Linked DNA regions of Mus musculus: region 1 is linked to region 2. The links are chromatin contacts, called in public Hi-C maps. All regions are on one chromosome and are shown on one strand. Each heading gives the region's core, a stretch centred on a gene start, on an enhancer-like site or on the middle of the called end of the contact. The rest is flanking DNA. Distances are from core to core; before and after follow the strand shown.

Region 1 (4,317 bases), core at 366-2,865, 210 kb before region 2:
TGTCCAATGGCAGGGGCCGTAGTCCAATGGCGGGGGTCGTAGTCCACATCCAGAGTGGGAGGGATAGGGATTCTACCAACCAGGATACTTGAGCTGACCACCACCTACCAGTTTCTGCTTCATGGGCTCCCCCATGCACGCACATCAGCCACACAGATGTTTTTTTACTTTTTAGTGGTTGGTGTGGAGGTGGTCATAACGAGAGCTATTATAAGTTAAAAAGGATTGGCCTGGGAGTGTGGCTCAGTCACAGGAAACCCTTGCCTAACATGCACAAAGCCCAAGGTTCAATCCTCAGTATTACAACAGACAGATTAACGAAGAGAAGAAATGTTTAAAAGGGGCTTAGAGCAGAATAAGTAAAGTCCCTAAGCCTGATTCTCCTGGAAATGAGTTTTAGGGCTGGACAGGGAGGCACTGGGATGTAGCGTTATTTAATTCTAGTCACGATCATGCTTATTAGTTTAAAAAGGCAGCATGGTTTTATAAGCCTGCTTTGAAAAAATTAGTGATTTACATTTCAGTCCCATTTTGAAAAATTAGCTGTGGCTCTTAACTGATGAATTCTTTTGACGTTTTCTATGTCGGTCACTGTTTGGGCACACTGTAGATCTTAACTCACTAATTCTCAGGAGATGGTGTGAGATTATCCCTGTTACATAGATAAGTAAGGTCCCAGGACCCAGGGGACTTGCCCAGGAACACTCACCAGCTTAATCCCGTGAATTTCCGTAGAGAAGTATCCTATTGGGTGTAACTCTGGTTCAGGAGCAAGGGGTTTGGATGTGGTAAGACACTTCACCTCTGATCCAGAATGTGTGTTCATGGGCTCACATGGTACTCACTTGTGTTCTGAAAATGCCCAGAGTCAAAGAATCCTGTCACCCTTAGTAAAGTATAGGCCCACTGAATTATAGGTCCAATACATCATGCAGATTAAAAACTTCATTTGGAGCTAAGAAAATACGAATCAGCCATTACGGGGTCAGCATTAATGCCTACTAACAAAATGTCAAAGGCTACACGGTCTGATTAGATCTCTTCACATGCTTTCAACAGCAGCTTTTACATTTGAAGTCCGAGTCCTGTACCTCTGTAGGTTTTTGTTACAACAGCAGGCTGAGGACTTGAACTGTTGTCTGTGGCCATCAGCTTAGTTCCATCTTGGTAATCCGGAAGAGCACTCAGGTGCCCTTTGCCTGACTCCTGTGTCCTCAGACCTCCAGACAAGCTCGTCCTCTCCTTTCCCTGACGTTACCCCACCACCCCTCCCCCACCCGATGGAACTTCCTCCATCAGGATTCTGGTTTTGCTGCTCTTCCCTGCCCCTCCCCCATCTTCTGCTGAGTCCCCATCTCCATCCGACCACCTTCTGACCAGCAGAGGTGACTTCAAGGCTCTTTTGGCTCTTTGAATCCTGCATCTCAGCCACTTCCTTAGCGTTTGGTCTCTAGCCCTTCCCTTGCTGCAGTGGATGCTCTGTGTATGAACTGATTTGGCCCTGAGCTGGGGAACAGGTAGGAATCCTGTCAGCATTATCCTTTCAGTTTGTGTCCTGGGGCCTGTCTGTCCCGGCTCTGCTGTTAGGCCTCCTGTTGGCCACACGGGTGCAGCAAAGCCTCATCGGGGCTGTTCTGGGACCAAGAAGTCTGTTGAGGAGGAGGGCTCACAGGCCACTTGGCCTGGGAAGAGGTCTCCTCCCCTCTCCATCTGGTGGCACTTGGCTTTGTTTTATTTATTCCTTGATTATCATGAACATTTAAAACTTTCTCCCTGTTTTCGCTTCCCAAGTGCTGGGATTTCGGGTGTGCACCCTCACAACCAGACTGGAACGTTTTGTTTTTGTTTTTGTTTTTTAGTTTTGCTTGTTGGTTTAAGTCAGGTATCCACACATCCAAAAGTTGAAATCGGCAAAGCGTCCACTGAAAGCCCTCGGCAAAGCGTCCACTGAAAGCCCTCTTATCTTTAACATACAGATTTTCTTCCATGTCTGTATTTCTTAGTACAGAGTCCAGCCAGTCATCCCACTGGCCTCCAAGCCCGGCATTCCTGTGGTGCCTGTTAGACAGGCCCGTGTTTACTGTGGAATGCTTTGCCTAGTTCTGAGTTTCCTATGACTTCCTTTTGAGTCCCCGCATCCTCCTCAGGAGGTGTGTAAACACTCATCTTCTGCTTATCATCAGTTTCTAGTAATTACCTAGATAGATCAATACATAAGGAATTTAGAAACAGCTCTACAGACTCCAATCATTTCTTCTTCAGTTATTAGCGGGGCATTTATATTTAATAAAGTTGTGGAGGATTTATGCATGTATGTGCATGTGGCTGGGGAAGGAATGGAGGCCAGCAAATTGAAATCTATGTCTTGTCTATTGTTCTCCCTCTGTTTTCCTATGGAGTCGACCCTGTAGACTTGGCATTTCTGTAGACTGGCTGTTCAGGACTGGCTGTCCTCATTCCCTATCACTCCCAACTCCAGTGCTGAGCTACCTAGAGCATATGGCCACACCTGTCTTTTAAAGGAGCATCAGCTCTCCATACTCTTCATGCTTGCATAGTAGGCCCTTTGCCCTTGGGCTTGAACCATGAGGTGATGTATGTCTATAATCCCACTGGTGGGAAGCCAGAGACAAATGGGTCCCTGGGCTCACTGACCAGTCAGCCTAGCCTAACTGATGAGCTTAGGCCAGTGAGAACTTGTCTAAAAAAGCGAGACGGACATCTTCTGAGGATGACACCTCTGGCACACACACACACACACATGCGCGCACACACACACACACACACACTCAACATATAAAGAATACATATGTAAACCTCAAAATTCTTTGATTTGGATCTATTATTACTTTCTGGGATACTCCGTATATGTGTGTGTGTGTGTGTGTGTGTGTGTATTATGCATATTTCTTAATTAAAAACTTTTCATTGAACAACGTACACTGGACTTGTTCTCCATGAATATGTTTACTGAATCCTCGTCTGAAACGGTTTCATAACTCCCTCCGGACGCTGGTCTTTGGCCCTTCCCCAGCAGTGGCTGACAGTGAGTATAGTCAGGGCTAGTATTTTGGCACTGGACAAAGCAGAAAGGGTTCTGCTTTTTTTTTTTTCTTTTTCTTTTTCTTTTTTCTTTTTTCAGAAACCATAAAATCTTAGCGGTTTATTTATTCATTCATTCCTACCGTTGTCAGTTGCCTATAAGGGAAGCATGCAAGGATAATTGTTTATAATCATAAAAACAACACATTTGAACATCATAACTGCAATATGTATTTCCCTATTATTATAAATCATTTTGTAATTTGATGCACTGTGGTTATTTTCTAACATACTTCTCATAGACTTTTTTTTTCCATTTTTTATTAGGTATTTAGCTCATTTACATTTCCAATGCTATACCAAAAGTCCCCCATACCCACCCACCCCCACTCCCCTACCCACCCACTCCCCCTTTTTGGCCCTGGCGTTCCCCTGTACTGGGGCATATAAAGTTTGCGTGTCCAATGGGCCTCTCTTTCCAGTGATGGCCGACTAGGCCATCTTTTGATACATATGCAGCTAGAGTCAAGAGCTCCGGGGTACTGGTTAGTTCATAATGTTGTTCCGCCTATAGGGTTGCAGATCCCTTTAGCTCCTTGGCTACTTTCTCTAGCTCCTCCACTGGGAGCCCTGTGATCCATCCATTAGCTGACTGTGAGCATCCACTTCTGTGTTTGCTAGGCCCCGGCATAGTCTCACAAGAGACAGCTACATCTGGGTCCTTTCAATAAAATCTTGCTAGTGTATGCAATGGTGTCAGCGTTTGGATGCTGATTATGGGGTGGATCCCTGGATATGGCAGTCTCTACATGGTCCATCCTTTCATCTCAGCTCCAAACTTTGTCTCTGTAACTCCTTCCATGGGTGTTTTGTTCCAAATTCTAAGGAGGGGCATAGTGTCCACACTTCAGTCTTCATTCTTCTTGAGTTTCATGTGTTTAGCAAATTGTATCTTATATCTTGGGTATCCTAGGTTTGGGGCTAATATCCACTTATCAGTGAGTACATATTGTGTGAGTTCCTTTGTGAATGTGTTACCTCACTCAGGATGATGCCCTCCAGGTCCATCCATTTGGCTAGGAATTTCATAAATTCATTCTTTTTAATAGCTGAGTAGTACTCCATTGTGTAGATGTACCACATTTTCTGTATCCATTCCTCTGTTGAGGGGCATCTGGGTTCTTTCCAGCTTCTGGCTATTATAAATAAGGCTGCTATGAACATAGTGGAGCATGTGTCCTTCTTACCGGTTGGGTCATCTTCTGGATATATGCC
Region 2 (3,751 bases), core at 938-3,437:
CAGGGCTGTTGGGAGCCCCTTGTTCTTCACAGCTTCCTTGATTCTTGGGCAGAAATTCTTGCTTCCTACCTCCAGAGTTCAGGGGACTAGGCACCATGTCAACACCCCAGCTCTCTGACACCCTGACTTTACCTGTAGTTGCATTAACTCACCAACTTGAAAACAGATGGGGAAGCTGTTCAGGGTACACATAGAGATGCAGGGCAGATCCAGGTCAACATGAGTTTGAAAGCTCTGTCCCAAGGGTCCTAGTTTTTGTAGAAAGGACCCCACTCTGAATCCAGCATATGTGCCCAAGTCTCCTAGGGAACACAGTTTATTCCCTATAAAACAATGGTCCCAGGCTTTGGGAAGGGGTCTGCTCCTGAGGATCCTGAGTGCCGGCTGAGTGAGCACAGATTGGGTATTGCATAGCTTGGCTGGGAGCACAGGCCGGGAGACAGTCTTCATGCTTTGTGCGCATGTCTTTGATTAGCTTTAGGGACTCCATCTTCCCCTTCTCAGTTCCCTCCTTAGTGACACATATTCCGATGCCTGCCACCCCCACCTCTGTAGCTTATTCCTCAAAGCCCCGACCACCTCTTTGACTCGGTTTACTCAAGAGGTGTCCTGGGACTCCGGTCGGTCAGTCGCATTTTCTTTATAACGTTGTCACTATTTGTTCTTACTGCCTGTATACAGGCTGTCTCCTGATGGTGCATAAAAGTGTCCTGTCAGCCTTCAGTAAGGTGCCCCAGTCTCCTGAGGACAACAGTGACCACTGGGCCCAACCCAGCATGTAGACTGCTGTTTTCTGTACCTTCCTTCCCCCCTCTCCCTATCTCCTTCCTCTCATCTGTCTTTGTCTCTTTGTCTTTTCTCTGTCTGTCTGTCTCTCCCTCTCTCCCTGTTTCTCTCTGTCTCTGTCTCCACTCCCATCCCCAGGCAGGGATCATCTCTTATCTATGTAATGTGATACTTTTCACTTCCTTCACCGTGTGTGTGTGTGTGTGTGTGTGTGTGTGTGTGTGTGTGTGTGTGTGTGTGTGTGTGTTCCTCTGCTCATAGTGAATTAACCTACAAACAGAAACCAGTTAGTGTTTCTTGCTTAACTTCTGTGAGACCTTCAGTTAGGGCTCTGGCTACCTGAAGAGCCAGGCACCGTCTTCTGCTTGTTTTCTCTTTAAAGCAGAGAGTGCATGACAGCCCAAGGGCTGCCTTGTTACTGATGCCAGGGCATAAATTGATTGTAATGCCTCTGCTCAGTCAGTAAGAAGTGAACTTACCCTTGGAAACTGATGGGAACTCACATCATCTCTAGTTCCTGAAAAGCTTGCTAAGCATGACTCCAAATATAACCTGTTCCAGTGCCAAGTGACCCCGCCCCCACTCCCCACCCCCACCCCCCGGTCTTTCCTATTGCAGCACTGTGAGATCATACACATGGAGAGGCTTGGTCTTTCTGCTTCTAATAGTGGCCTCCCTTCACCCTCCCAGTGACAACCTGTAGAGGCCGTTCCCTCTGACACCGTGAAGATACATGTCAGCCAAACCAGTTTGGGAAGAAATAAGCTAAATTACTAGAATGGGGAGGAAGTAATGTCCAAAATAGAAACCAAAAATATTCTTGTCTCCTGGGCCGGAATCCAAGCTCTCAGTTTCGAGTGAGTTAGCCCATTTAGAAGTGTGTCAGTGCCATAGATAATATGTGTCTTCTTAAATGTCACATGCCTCCCCTGCAGAGGTGACTCAGTTTACAGTTAGAGCTCTCCTCTGTCTTTAAGACTGTAGCCAGTAACTCTGGAAGTGGGCCTTTGTTCTGTCCAAACTGTTTTATAATTATGCCTTGCCCCTTAGGCTGTCTGGAGCAAGTCCAAGCCAGTGTGGAAGAGGGGGAGGGGACAGGGCTGGGGAATCCACAGGCTCTTCCCTAAAGCTCCTGTCAATCTTAAGCTCAACATCTTTAGCTCCAATTCCCTTCCATTTCTCCACTGGATCACATCTTTCCATCCAGCATTCCCTGGGAAACAGAATTTCTGCTCAAACGAAACAACCCCCCTCCCGCCCTCTGCCCATCCACACCAACCTCTTTTTCTCTAGCTGATGACGCTAAGCACACACGTGCTTTCTCCCCAGCAGGTAGAGACAGAACAGTTGGTCCATTGCCTCACGGTTCAGTTCAGAGACAAGATTAGGGAACCAGAGTTGCTCTAAACTAGGTTATGAAATTAGGTCACTTTATCTCTACAACCTTGAATGAAAAGCTAGGAAGCAGCTGGGGCTTGTGCGTGCATGTGCGCCTGTGTGTTTGCGTGTGCCTATGCCAACATGGGTGTGCGTGCACATGCATATGTCAGTGTTTCTGCATGTCTTCTCATGCCAGGCCTGTGTTGTGTGTGAGCCTAGGAAATCTGTGCTGTGTGATCAGGTTTGGGTGTCATCGGCACAACCTGTCCTGCCTCCTGTACTTCTTCACTCTCATCCCTACTTCAAAAACGTATGATTATAAGGGGACCAATCTACTGCGATTGGCTCTTAGCCTCTGTTTTCTGAGATCAGGGTACTTTAAGATATAGCCCCGTATTAATTACCTTTATCATTTCTGCAACAACACTCCTGACAAAAGCAAACTGAGGAAGGGTTTAATCTGACTTGTGGTTTAAGAAGGGGTCCAGTCCATCATGGCAGGGAAGGCTGGCACTCGTGAGGCAGCTGGTCACACTGTGTCCACACCAGGAAGCAGAGAGAGATGAAGTCTGTGTGCAGCTCATTTTTCCTTATTTCTTCAGCCTGGGACTTCGGGCCATGGAAGGGTGCACTATCATATTGGATAGGTCTTCCTACCACAGTTAACCAATTTAGAAGCCCCCTCATAGACTAGCCCAGGGGGTTGTCTTCCAGTCAATTTGGCAACCAGTATCAACCCACCAAAACCATTTCTAAGAGAAATCCAAGTCCTTAGCTCCACAGGTCTGCAGTCAGTGTCGTGGCCCAGATGTACTGACACTGGGAAGATTATTACTTAACACTCTTTAGTGGAAAAAGTTGTGAGCCATAAATTAAATACAAATTACGTAGGGAGTCATGTGAAAACAGTAGGAAAAATGAGGGAAGCCCAGTTCAGTGCCGTGGTTTGTTTCAGCAGATCCTCTCCAATGCCATCATGCGGTATGGAAGTGAAAGGTGGCGATCATGTGATGGCTTTAGCACTTTTTTTTTCACGCTCAGTCTTTGAGCTGTAGGTTATGTGCGAATGGCACAGCTCGATTAGTGCGTTCCTTCACATTTCCATACTCAGCTGCCATCTTCCACACTGCCCCTGCGTGCGCCAGCCAGAGCAGTTGAGCACCTGCTACCAGCGCAGGTTTTCAGGCCATCCACATTTGCATTGGTTGGTTTTGCATGTATATTTGTAAAGAATATCTTATTTATAACTCCAGTTATTCTAATAAAACATTTTATAATCTTAGATCTTTTGTTTCTCTGGTTTATTTGCTTATGGTGTATATACACTACTTTTTTTTTTTGGCTTCCATTGTTGAGTCAGGGTCTCTGTAGCTCAGGCAGCCTGAAACTCATTAGGTAGCCCAGGCTAGCCTAGACAGTCCTCCTGTCTCAGTCTCCTGGGTGTTGGAATTACATATGTCTAATCTGTTTGCCCAGCTTCTACTTTTGCTCTTGATATGTCTTATTATTCAATCTGTCACACTCATCTATCTTTATCTTTTTATCTGTAACCATTACAGGATTTCTACAGAACTGCAGCAAACAG

Evidence for each region. Hi-C and Micro-C count contacts between places; a contact is called where the count stands out from the background.
Region 1: a Hi-C map of the N1E-115 cell line shows a contact between it and region 2, with 4 times the contacts expected there. The contact joins two enhancer-like sites. A contact is called at or near these places in 1 of 15 datasets of contacts at CTCF or cohesin (embryonic stem cells), 7 of 484 Hi-C or Micro-C datasets (the N1E-115 cell line, differentiating spermatogonia, embryonic stem cells and 1 more), 5 of 115 datasets of contacts at active chromatin or transcription factors (acute myeloid leukemia, embryonic stem cells and fibro-adipogenic progenitors) and 1 of 9 other capture datasets (embryonic stem cells).

Annotation. Positions count from the first base shown.
Region 1 is chr6:37,349,214-37,353,530 of GRCm38.p6, reverse strand. All of the region lies in intron 8 of Creb3l2 (cAMP responsive element binding protein 3-like 2), which reads left to right. Among named protein-coding and RNA genes, the nearest start is that of Dgki, 51 kb to the right of the region's middle. Within about 2 kb of position 1,615, at least 24 of the 459 cell types and tissues checked have an H3K27ac peak or open chromatin away from gene starts, as enhancers often do. A contact at or near this core is called in the N1E-115 cell line, where this site is marked.
Region 2 is chr6:37,141,652-37,145,402 of GRCm38.p6, reverse strand. The region is part of intron 2 of Dgki (diacylglycerol kinase, iota); the gene reads left to right. Among named protein-coding and RNA genes, the nearest start is that of Dgki, 160 kb to the left of the region's middle. Within about 2 kb of position 2,187, at least 39 of the 459 cell types and tissues checked have an H3K27ac peak or open chromatin away from gene starts, as enhancers often do. A contact at or near this core is called in the N1E-115 cell line, where this site is marked.